Linked DNA regions of Pan troglodytes: region 2 is linked to region 1. A link is a contact called in public Hi-C data. All regions are on one chromosome and are shown on one strand. Each heading gives the region's core, a stretch centred on a gene start, on an enhancer-like site or on the middle of the called end of the contact. The rest is flanking DNA. Distances are from core to core; before and after follow the strand shown. Region 1 holds the start of PLXNB3 (plexin B3). Region 2 holds the start of NAA10 (N-alpha-acetyltransferase 10, NatA catalytic subunit).

The links. Hi-C and Micro-C count contacts between places; a contact is called where the count stands out from the background.
Region 2: a contact with region 1 is called in a Hi-C map of stem cell-derived neural progenitor cells, with 2.9 times the contacts expected there. The contact joins the promoter of NAA10 here to the promoter of PLXNB3 in region 1. A contact is called at or near these places in 2 of 7 Hi-C or Micro-C datasets (induced pluripotent stem cells and stem cell-derived neural progenitor cells) and 1 of 1 datasets of contacts at active chromatin or transcription factors (stem cell-derived excitatory neurons).

Annotation. Positions count from the first base shown.
Region 1 is chrX:151,226,898-151,232,665 of NHGRI_mPanTro3-v2.0_pri, reverse strand. PLXNB3 (plexin B3) reads right to left here and starts at 2,510. Exons shown (of 35, transcript XM_016944543.3): 1 at 2,423-2,510; 2 at 1,119-1,228. The coding sequence starts at 1,163. It overlaps LOC134809295 (a long non-coding RNA gene), which reads left to right and starts at 2,521. Exons shown (of 3, transcript XR_010154694.1): 1 at 2,521-3,017; 2 at 3,254-3,364; 3 at 3,632-5,768.
Region 2 is chrX:151,399,927-151,405,694 of NHGRI_mPanTro3-v2.0_pri, reverse strand. NAA10 (N-alpha-acetyltransferase 10, NatA catalytic subunit) reads left to right here and starts at 2,067. Exons shown (of 8, transcript XM_016944567.3): 1 at 2,067-2,251; 2 at 2,660-2,758; 3 at 3,138-3,196; 4 at 4,562-4,607; 5 at 4,715-4,830; 6 at 5,031-5,075. The coding sequence starts at 2,231. It overlaps RENBP (renin binding protein), which reads left to right. Exons shown (of 9, transcript XM_063804730.1): 8 at 1,541-1,628; 9 at 1,713-1,938. The coding sequence ends at 1,849.

The DNA of each region.
Region 1 (5,768 bases), core at 1,261-3,760:
AGAGGGGGACATAAGGAGGGACAAAGACAGTGTCCAAGAGCTGGAGCAAGAGGCAGGGAGGGGAGCATGCGCGCACGCACAAGCACACAAGGACAGAATTCTTTCATCTCCTACTTTATATGCATGTAGATTGTTGAAGGGGGGCAGGTCCTGGAAAGCCACAAGAGCGCTAACAGAGGGACTGTGAGTCACAGAGGGGGCAGGGATGGAGAGAGGGCAGGGGAGGGAGGGAGGCCGTGGGAGCTGGAAGGCTGGCGGAAGCTGTGTCACAGCGCGCCCCTGCGCCCGCCACCCAGACAAGAGAGATCTAAGTGGGGTGAGAGGAGTGAGGCCACCGTGTGCCCCAAGGGACCAGACAGGGAGAGAAAACCTGCCTTGGGCAGCCAGGGCCGGCTGCAAGGAGGAACCCTCCGCAGCTGGGGGAAAGAGCCAGGCAGCTGCGGGCTGAGCAAGGAGCAAGTCAGCGAAGAGGCAGGGGTGAGCTCCATGCTGGCGCCCAGCTCCAGGGCGAGGAAGCACTGGGGCAAGGCAGCGGGGGTGCTGGGAGAAGCCAGGGGTGTCAAGAGACAACACAGGCTTCAGGGGTGCGGGGAGGCCTGCTCCTGCCCCATGGGCCCCAGCAGTTTGGGTCTCTCAGGGGCTGGCACAGGGGGCCTCAGTGTGGGAGTGTCCCAGGAGAAGAGCAGACCAGGAGAGCTGGCTGGGGGAGGGGTCAGGGAAGGGGCAGGGAGGGGTGCCAGACTGGAGATGGTTCCTGGGTGTGTCTGGTGGGACCCCGGGGTGAGCCCCCGAGGGTGAGAGGTGGGAGCAGCCCCTGCTCTGGCCCCTCCTGCCCTTCACAGAGAGATGCTGCCCTGGGTGTGTGGTCACATGCCAACCAGGAGTGGGGCCGCTGGGACTCAGGGCAGAGCAGCGCCTGGAGGAAGGCCCAGGAGCTGCTTATCTCAGGAACACAGGCAGGAAGAGCACGGACACTTCCTGCGGACCCCGGGCTATCTGGGGCAGTGTCTGCCATGAGGGAGGCTGCAGCCTGTATGTCCTGGGCCTGGCCACAGCCATCCTGCCCTACCCTGCCCCTCCCAGGAACATTTTTGGGGACACCGGGCCTGGGCACTTACCATGAAGTGGTGCAGCAGAGGGATCTCCTGGGCGGCGTGGCACATACGCTCAGTTCAGCTGCCCCAGGGCAGTGGCGATGGGCATGAGATGGCTGCGGGGGGGCATTGTCCTGAGTGGGAGGGAGACAGTCGAGGCTCAGCCCCATTCGAGCTGGCCTGGGGAAGGAGGGGCGGCGGTGGGGGTGGCGCCCAGGGCCTGGCGACCGGGCTCCCTCACAGCTGGCAGCTTTGTCAATAGTGGCCAGGCCAAGGCAGCCCTGCCTCCACCACAACAATGTTCCCTCTGTCCAGAGGCCAGGCCAGGGCCCCACTCGCTAGTGCTGTCACCCCCACTGGGCTGTTCTGGACAGGGGGCTCCTTGCCACTTCCCACCCTCAGGGAGCCACCCCCGGGATCCGGGGACAAAGGGCCGGGGTTTCCTCCAGCCAGCCCTCCCCCTCTGGCCCTGCAACCCCTGTGTCACTAAGCATGCCCCTCCCTGGCTCCCCGGGTCCCTGTGAAGGGCACGGGGTGGGCCTTGGAGCCCCTGCAAATGCCGGCTGGTAGCCTTGGGGCCTGGGTGAAGTGCCAGTCCTGGCCCTCAATGCCTGCCTTTGTCCAAAAGATCTTCCTCCACACCCCCAGCCCAGCCCTGCCCCTGGGGACTGGTGAAGTGGTGCCAGGTACAGCATGGTGGCAGTGAGCAGGACCACGGGAGGAGGCTGCTTGAGATGGGCTGAGGCAGAGGGTCCACAGGCCGGGGCTGTCCACCCCACCCTCTGAAGCACCGTCCTGCTGGCCTAGATGCCATCCATGCAGGGGATGGGGAAGGGAGGGGCACCTAGCAGCTAGACCCCCTGTCACCCTCACAGGCCACCCTGGCCAGTGGCACAGGAGCAGGTGCACTGGGGATGGGGTCTCTGCCTCCCCCACAGCACGGCAGCAGTAGGCTCCAGGGCAAGGTGGCAGTGGGCTGCTGCCACCTGGCTGGGCCAGTTGGGTGGCTGTGGGGGTGGGGAGCCAGGCGGGCAGCCTCTCTACCCTGTACCCTGCCCGAGGCTGGCGTTGGCTTTCCCATTTCGGGGAAGAAACATGGTTCCCCACCTCCTAACCCCAGGGCTACCACTTGGGGGACACCGTGCTCCCAGACACCTAGTGCCGTCGTCAGGCTGGGCCGACACCCGAGGGCTCTTGCCTGACCCCAGCCAGTTGGCCCTGAGACCCTAGCTTCTCCCTGGCCCAAGCACACCCTGATGCCTTGCCCTGAGGCCTGGTAGCCCCTGCACCCCAAGCCCAAGCCCAAGCCTGCCCCAGCTCTTGCCTACCTGGTGGGCCACCAGCGAGGGCCAAGTAGCAGCTGGCGGTGCCAGGAGCACGTCTCACAGAGCCCCAGCCTCCCTCCCCACAATGCAATCGTGCCCAGTCCGACTCATCCCAACAAGCCTGGCCAGGCAGCCCAGCCTCTCTCCGCCCGCCCCTTTGCCCAATGGCACAGGGCAGGATGTTGCTGCCCTCTGCTGGCCGCAGCGGGCATGATGGCGTACTGACCGTGGGCACCTGGCAGGTGAGAGACGGCAGCGCCCTCCTATTGGGTGGGCATTCCATAACCTGGCACGAAGCACCTACTGGATGCCAGGCTTGGGCTTGGCACTGGCACCATTCGGAAACAAACACAGGTTGGGAAACTGAGGCACAGGAGGTTAGGAAACTTGAATAAAGTCACACAGCTAGTATGTGGCAAGGCTGAGTCAATCACAGGGCCCCTTCACTTAACCGTCAGGCTACATGACCTTGAACCATGAACCTTGGCAGGCGTTGGGCAGGAGATGGAGCTGAGGCCTACCCCAGGCCAGGCCTGCACGTGACATGCCCACGTGGCGTTGAGGAAAAACCAGTGTTTCCCACCGACTGGAACACAAGGTTGGTCAAGGGCCGTCTCCCAGGGTGTGGCGGAGGTCAGCAAATCAGGTGGGGTCTTTGTAGCCAGGCTTGAGAACTTGAACTTGTCTCGCCATGGGCAACTGCAAGCTGGTGGCACTGGGGCAGAGAATGTGGGGAGGCCTGGTCCAGTGGTGGTCATGGGCATGGAGAGAGGCGGGCGCGTTCTAGAGGCGCTCTGGGGAGGCAGCATTCTGAAGACTGTGCGTTGGACCCAGGGCAGGAGGTGAAGGCAGGAGAATCCAGGCGACCCTGGGGCTTTTCTGCTGGGGCACTGTTCCCCCTGTGGCAGGGCCATCCACAGAGGGGCTGGCGGAAGTGGGAGGACGGTAAGACTGAGGGGCCCATGAGGGAGGAGGAAATGGTGATGGGGCTGGGGAGGCCTGGGGGTGAGAAGCTTGGCTCAGGTGGCTGGAGCCCTGGGGGCGGCCAGGGTATAGGGCCAGGTGTTGGCCCTGGAGCTCAAAGGCCCAGCAGACTCGGGGTATGGGTGCTTCCCTGAGCAGCTGTGTCATTCTTTCCAACCTGCATGGAGAGAAATGGGGCACAGAGGTGGGTAACTTGCCCAGGGCCATGACCTGACGTTGTTTCTTCAGAGTGCATTCCACAGAGATGGGATTTGAACCTGGGCATTCTGGCACGGGCCACGCTCTGGACCACTGGGCCCCAGATCCACAGCTTCTCACCTGCAGCCGCTGAGGATGTGGAGGCAAACCAGGCAGGCCCATGGGAAGGACCACCAAAAAGCGAGTGAGCAGCCGGTGAGGGGTCTCTCCCCAACAGGAAGGCCAGGCAGCCTTGAAGGAGCCAGGGAGGGATCTAGAAGCTCCAGGAGGGGAGGCTTGGGGGAGCCAGCTGGCCTCTCTCCCTCTCCCTGTCCTTCCCCCCATGCCTACCCCAACACACACACACATGTCCTTGCTGGCCCCGGATGAGACAGACGCCTGCAATCTGGCATGGGGAATGGGTTTCTCCTTCCTTTCCACAGAAGAAAATAAATCAGGCTGGGCGTCGTGGCTCCCGCCTGTAATCCCAGCACTTTGGGAGCCTAAGGCAGGAGGATCACTTGGGCCCAGGAGTTCTAGACCAGCATGGGCAACATAGTGAGACCCCCATCTCTATAAAAAAAATTTAAAAATTATCCAGGCATGGTGGTGCGAGCCTGTAGTCCCAGCTACTTGGGAGGCTGAAGTGGGAGGATCGCCTGAGCCTGGGAGTTGGTGCCTGCAGTGAGCTGTGATGGTGCCATTGCACTCCAGCCTGGGTGACAGTGCAAGACTCTGTCTTTAAAAAAAAAAAGAAAAGAAAGAAAGAAAAAAGAAAATAAATCCATCCACAGGCAGCACCATTTTTATAAATATGTGTGTATATGGCCTGCAAATGCACCTTCTACGCTTTCTGAGCAGATAAGAGGCGTGGCTATGGCAGCCCCTGGTCTGAAGCTGGTGTAACCAGAAAGGATCTAGGCTGGTTTGGGGAACCGGAACATCTTATGTCAGGGGAGTCGTGCTGGATGTATCCTGCAATGGCCGGGTCCCCTCACCAAGGGATGGGAAGGCAGCGTCAACTGATCTGGTGTCGTCTCCTTGCTGTGTGCCAGGCTTCTCAATGCTGGAAGGGGACTCGTTGGGTCAGTGGGACGTGGGCTTCACGTTTGCTGGGCTGAAGACGTAGCTCTCCATGCTGGCATCCCAGCGGACACCCCCACTGCCACTGCTGCACCACGTCTTCACGTACACCAGAGAGCAGACTTGAGAGTTTCTGCGCATACAGTGGGTGTGAAATGGTGCCCTGCTGGGTTTTGAATCGGCATTCCTTGACCACCGGCCATATTGCAGCACTTTTCATTTCTTCTGTCAAATGCCCATGCATGTCTTGGCTTACACTTTGCAGGTGTTCTGTATTTTCCATACCAATCCCTGGGGTGTATGTCTTCGGCCTACCTGTTACTTGTCTTCTCGGTTTGCTGATGTATCATGTGATAAACAGAAAGTCTTAATTTTAATATCATAGCATTTATCAATCTGATTTTTTTTTTTGAGACGGGGTCTCGCTCTGTCGTGCAGGCTGGGGTGCATTGGCGCAATCATGGCTCACTGAAGCCTCCTGGGCTCAAGCGATCCTCCCACCTTAGCCTCCCAAACACCTGGGACTACAGGCAGGCGCCACAGTGCCTGGCTAATTTTGTAATTTTTTTGTAGAGACAGGGTCTCGCTATGTTGCCCAGGCTGGTCTCAAACTCCTGGACTCAAGCGGCCCTCCCGCCTTGGCCTCCCAAAGTGCTGGCCCGTGAGCCTGTGAGCCACTGCGCCTGGCTACCTTCTTTTGAATTCCCATTCAGACTGTGTGTTGCTGGTATATAGAAAAACAATGGATTTCTATGTACAGATTTTGTATCAAGTAACCTTGTAAACTCTCATATTAAGTCTAATAATTATGTTTGAGTTCTCTTTGTGGATTCTTTTTGATTTTCTGCGTACACAATCCTATCATCTGCAAGTAATGACCATTTTGTTTCTTCTATTCCAGTCTTTTTAGCTTTGATTTCTTTTTTTGAGGCAGAGTCTGGCTCTGTCACCCAGGCTGGAATATAGTGGCACAATCTTGGCTCACTGCAACCTCCGCCTCCCTGGTTCAAGCAGTTCTCCTGCCTCAGCCTCCCAAGAAGCTGGGACTACAGGCACCCACCACCATGCCTGACTAATTTTTGTATCTTTACCAGACACAGGGTTT
Region 2 (5,768 bases), core at 818-3,317, 170 kb before region 1:
CGATCCTTCCACCTCAGCCACCCAGGTAGCTGGGACTACAGCTGTGTGCCATCACGCCCAGCTAATTCTTTAATTTTTTTTTTTGTATAGATGGGGTCTCACTATGTTTCCCAGCCTGGTCTTAAACTCCTGGCCTCAAGTGATCCTCCCGCCTCGGCCTCTCAAAGTGCTGGGATTATAGGCGTGAGCCACTGTGCCCAGCCCAGGACTAGTTTTACTTCCTACAAAGAAGAATACACCAACTCTTATGGGCCACCATTTAAAGAGACATTTTCATAGTGGACTTCAATGTAATTGATTCCATGATCCTTTTGAGAAGGGGCTGAACTGACAAGCCTCCCTGAGACAGGTGCCCCATGGAATGCTAGTGGAGAGAGAAGGAAAGAGAGTGGAATGGGCACTGGGCAGGGGCAGAGGGAGGGGGAGATGAGTTTGGGACCAATGGTGAGCCAGCACAGGAGTCAGATGAGATTGTGCATCTACTGGAAGACAGGCCTGTGAAGCCGGGAATGGGAGCTCCAAGGGAGTCACTTCTTAAGAGTTTCATGACAGGTCGTCGCCTCCATCAGGGTTCTTTGTTTCTTTTCTTTTCCCTTTTTTTTTTTTTTTTTTTTTGAGACAGAGTCTGGCTCTGTTGCCCAGGCTGGAGTGCAGTGGCGCGATCTTGGCTCACTGCAAGCTCCGCCTCCCGGGTTCACGCCATTCTCCTGCCTCAGCCTCCCGAGTAGCTGGGACTACAGGTGCCCGCCACCACTCCCGGCTAATTTTTTGTATTTTAGTAGAGACGGGATTTCACTGTGTTAGCCAGGATGGTCTCGATCTCCTGACCTTGTGATCCGCCCGCCTCGGCCTCCCAAAGTGCTGGGATTACAGGTGTGAGCCTTTGCACCCGGCCGGGTTCTTTGTTTCTTTGAATCAACGTAACCACGACTACAATCATGATAGAGAACTTTTTTGTTTGTTTGTTTGTTCGTTTGTTTGTTTGAGATGGAGTCTCGCTCTGTCACCCAGGCTGGAGCGCAATGGCGTGATCTCAGCTCACTGCAACCTCCGCCTCCTGTGTTCAAGCTATTTTCCCGCCTCAGCCTCCCGAGTATACTGCTGGGATTACAAGTGCGTGCCACCACGCCCGGCTAATTTTGTATTTTTAGTAGAGATGAGGTTTCACCATGTTGTCCAGGCTGATCTTGAACTCCTGACCTCAGGTTATCCGCCCGCCTCGGCCTCCGAAAGTGCTGGGATTACAGGCGCAAGCCACAGCGCCCGGCCCGATAGAGAACGTTTCTACACCCCAGGGCAGAGTTCTTTCATTCCATCTAGCAGTGTCTCATCCCCTTGCCCAGTCGGTTATATAGTTGTAGCCTGCCTGCTGCGCCCACCCCTGCTTTCATCTTTGTGGAGGACGCAGTGTCGCGGTTAAGATCGCTGGTTCTGGAGCCACGTCACCTGGGGTCAACCCAGGCTCTGACCCCTGGTAGCGATGCAGTGGCATCTGGGCGGGTCCTGCAGGCGCTAGCTGTCACTGTCTCTGTTATTCCAGTTTCGCGATCCCGAGTACGGGGAATGGTTTGGCTACCTGAGCCGAGAGGGCAAGGTGGCCCTCTCCATCAAGGGAGGTCCTTTCAAAGGTGAGTGGGGGAGAGGGCGGGGCCGCAGGGGTTGCGCCTCTCGGCTGCGCCCGGCCCGCACTACCTGCCCGCCTCTACCCGCAGGCTGCTTCCACGTGCCGCGGTGCCTAGCCATGTGCGAGGAGATGCTGGGCGCCCTGCTGAGCCGCCCCGCCCCCGCCCCCGCCCCCACCCCCGCCCCCACCCCCGCCCCCACCCCCGCCTGCCGAGGCGCGGAATAAAGGCTGAGTCCGCTCCACCTGCGGCTGTGCGCGCGTCTGTGGGCTCGCGGGAGGGGGGCTGCCGCGCCGAGGGAGGGGCCGGCTCCAGCTCCGGGGCAGCGCCCGCCCCGCCCCCAGGCCCGCCCCGCGCTGACCGGCTCCGCGCATTGGCCCGCCCCGTGCGCTGGCCTGTCCCGCGCATTGGCCAAGCGGCCGGGAGGACGGGCCCGGCGGCCGTGCACTTCCGGCCGGTGGCCGGCCCGGCGCGCACCGCCCCTTCCGCCGTCGCCCAGCGAGCCCAGCTCCGGTCCCAGCCCCGGCCGTCCCGGCGTCGCTTCGGAGCGCGGCGGCAGCTGACTGCGCCTTCACGATCCGCTGGGACCCGCGAGCCCCGCCGCCGTTATGAACATCCGCAATGCGAGGGTGAGCGCCCGGGGCGGGAGGCTGTCCGCGCCGCGTGGGCGCCGGGCCGGGTGGCTGCTGCGCATGCTCCCGAGGGCCCCGGCCGAGCCCGGCCCGGTGGCCCTGAGTGTGCCTGCGGCCGCTGGACCTATGGGGCTGGCCCAGCCCGCCGAAGAGGCCGGGGCGCGGGGCCGGGGCTGCGATTCCCTCCTGTTTGCGTGATGTCGGGCCTCCGTTGGGTGGGCTCCGGGGACCTCCGGGGCGCCCACTCCTGTTCCTGTGCTCCGGGCGTTGTGCAAAGTCAGATCGTCACAGTGCCTGCCCAGCCCCGAGGGAGGGGGGCCGAGCAGACCGACGGGGAGCAGGGTTCTCACCCGTGGTCACCGCCGCCTTAGACTGAGCGCGTTCCACTGCCCTCCTTCCCTGCAGCCAGAGGACCTAATGAACATGCAGCACTGCAACCTCCTCTGCCTGCCCGAGAACTACCAGATGAAATACTACTTCTACCATGGCCTTTCCTGGCCCCAGGTGGGCAGCTTCTGAATTTGGGCATGGGGGAAAGCAGGCCGAGGAAAATCCCATCTGGCCATCTTGGAGGGAGTGGACAAGTCTGTCAGAGCCCAGGGGGCTGTATGGTCGGTGGCGTCCCGGGTGTTTTCAGCTGGCAGACAGGGGCAAAGGAAAAGAAGGCGCCTGAAGGGGGCAGAGAATAGGGGCAGGATCCCCACTTTGCGTCTTCTTTCTGGGTATGGGCAGGGCACAGTGTGGCGAGGGGGAGACCAAGTCACTCAGCCCAGAGGTCATGAGCCATCACACAACTCGCCACTCGTCCAGTTTGTGTCCCTCTAAAGGGCTCTTCTAGCTCCGACATGAAGTTTTCTCACTCTGTTTTCCTCTCTGTCACCAGCTCTCTTACATTGCTGAGGACGAGAATGGGAAGATTGTGGGGTATGTCCTGGCCAAAATGTGAGTCACCAAGGAGGAAGACAGAAGCTACACGTGTCTGGTGGATGCCTCTGTGGGCTTTAAAAAAAATGAATAGGCTTCTTCTTTTCAGTACAGTTGAAAGTTTATAGAAAAATTGAACAGAAAGGACATGGAGTTCTTACAGCACCCCTCAGCATCCCCTCCCTGCCAGCTTCCTCTGTTAGTAGCATGTTGGATTTGTGTGGTCCACTTGTGACAAGTGATAAATGAATGTGATATGTTACTATTATTATTTTATTATTATTATTATTATTATTTGAGACGGAGTCTTGCCCTGTCGCCCAGGCTGGAGTGCAGTCGCGTGATCTTGGCTCACTGCAACCTCCACCCCCTGGGTTCAAGCGATTCTCCTGCCTCAGCCTCCTTAGTAGCTGGGATTACAGGCACGTGCCACCACACCTGGCTAATTTTTGCATATTTCAGTAGCAATGGGGTTTCACTACGTTGGCCAGGCTGGTCTCGAATTCCTGACCTCAGGTGTTTCCACCCACCTCTGTCTCCCAAAGTGCTAGGATTACAGGCGTGAGCCACTGCGCCTGGCCGATATATTATTATTAACTAAACCCATAGTTTACATTACTGCACTTCTCTTTGTGTTGTAAGCCCCATGCTTTTGACCAAATGACATGTGTCCACCTTCATATTATCGCAGGATAGTTTCCCTGTGTTCCACGCATTCATCCCTGCCTCTCCTTAACCCGTGGCAACCACTCATTTTTTACTGTCTGCATGGTTTTGCCTTTTCCAGGATGTCATAGAGTTGGAATCATACTATATACAGCTTTTTCAGGCTGGCTTTTTTTCACTTAGTAATACACATTTAAGCTTCTGCCTTGTCTTTGCGTGGGTTGACAGCTCATTTCTTTTTTTATTTTTTGAGACAGGGTCTCGCTCTGTTGCCCAGGCTGGAGTGCAGTGGCATGATCATGGCTCACTGCAGCCTCAACCTCCCAGGCTCAAGTGATCCTCTCATGTCTGCCTACCAAGTAGCTGGGACCACAGGCATGCGCCACCACATCCAGCTAATTTTTTGATTTTTTTTTTGTAGAGACAAAAAAAAGTGTTGTCCAGGCTGGTCTCGAACTCCTGGGCTCAAGCAGTCCTCTTGCCCCGGCCTGCCAAGTAGCTGGAACTATAGGCGTGTGCCCCACACCCGGCAGGCATGGGGTTTCAGGCAGCAGAGGGTGGCAGGATCGGCTGCTCTGATCCAAGAGGCTCCCGGCTCTCCCCCAGCTGGGGTCTTAGGGGGCTGTAGTGCATGTCCACTCTACAAATGGCAGGGGGGGTGGAGGTGGCTGTGCCTACGCTGAGCTCCTTTGTAGCCTCTCCTTTCTCCCTCTCCAGGGAAGAGGACCCAGATGATGTGCCCCATGGACATATCACCTCATTGGTATGTAAGGTCCACCCAGGCTCTCTGGTGGGGGTGGAAGTGGGGCTTAGTTGGGGCAGCCCTCAAGGTCCCAGTCCCTCACCCCATCTCTGCTCTTCTCCCACCAGGCTGTGAAGCGTTCCCACCGGCGCCTTGGTCTGGCTCAGAAACTGATGGACCAGGCCTCTCGAGCCATGATAGAGAACTTCAATGCCAAATACGTCTCCCTGCATGTCAGGAAGAGGTGGAAGCCGGGCTGAGGGAAGGGGGATTGAGGGGGAGAGATACTGCCTTGACGGGGGTCCTGGGGTACCTCAGCTTTTGGTGAAGATCCAGGAAGTGGGACTGGGGGGAAGGAGGGACCAGGAGGAGGGGCAAGACCTGGACGTGCTACCCCTCCCTGGCCAAATCCGTGCAGCTCAGCAGTGCCTTGTTCCCCTGCAGTAACCGGGCCGCCCTGCACCTCTATTCCAACACCCTCAACTTTCAGTAAGTAGATCTCGATTTTTCTAATGGGCTGGGGTTGATCCCAGGTCTGGCCCATCAGGGCACCTGAGACCGGCTGAGTTGCCTTCCAGGTCGGGGGTGGGCCGGCTGTGGGGAAGAGGCTGTGGACCCCAGCACTGCCAGGATACCTCCACATTCACTCGGCGGCTGATGGTTGAAAAGCCGGCATGGAGACAGCACCTGCCTGCTGAAACGTGCTCCGTGTGTTGTGATGGAGGAGCTCTGGCCCATGATGGCTGAGGCTGGCGAAGGGCACACGGGCTGTTTAGTAATGTTTGGGAATAGAGAGGTGTGGGTCCCTGGCGTGAGCAGATGCTGAGGAGCAGGACTCAAGCATGACCAAGCACCTAGAAGAATCCAAGAGAGAGCAGAATCAAGGAGAATGCACATTCAGGAAGGAAGGGCCAGTGGCCAGGCAGCCTAGTGGATGGGGGAGGTCTGCCTGAGGACCAGGAGGCCCCGTGTGCCTAGCACACTAGAGAGAACCTGGCAGTTGGCATGCCCAGTAGACAGTGGAAAAAAGTGCTTGCAAGTGAAGCTGGGGTGGGCTGCCTGTGGAGGGACACTAACTGCACTCAGCCCCTGTTTGGTAGGGGATGAAGAAGAGGGACTGTTGGGAAGGGCGGTGGCCTCTGGGCTGGATGCTGGCAAGAGGGATCTGTGACCCAGATGATG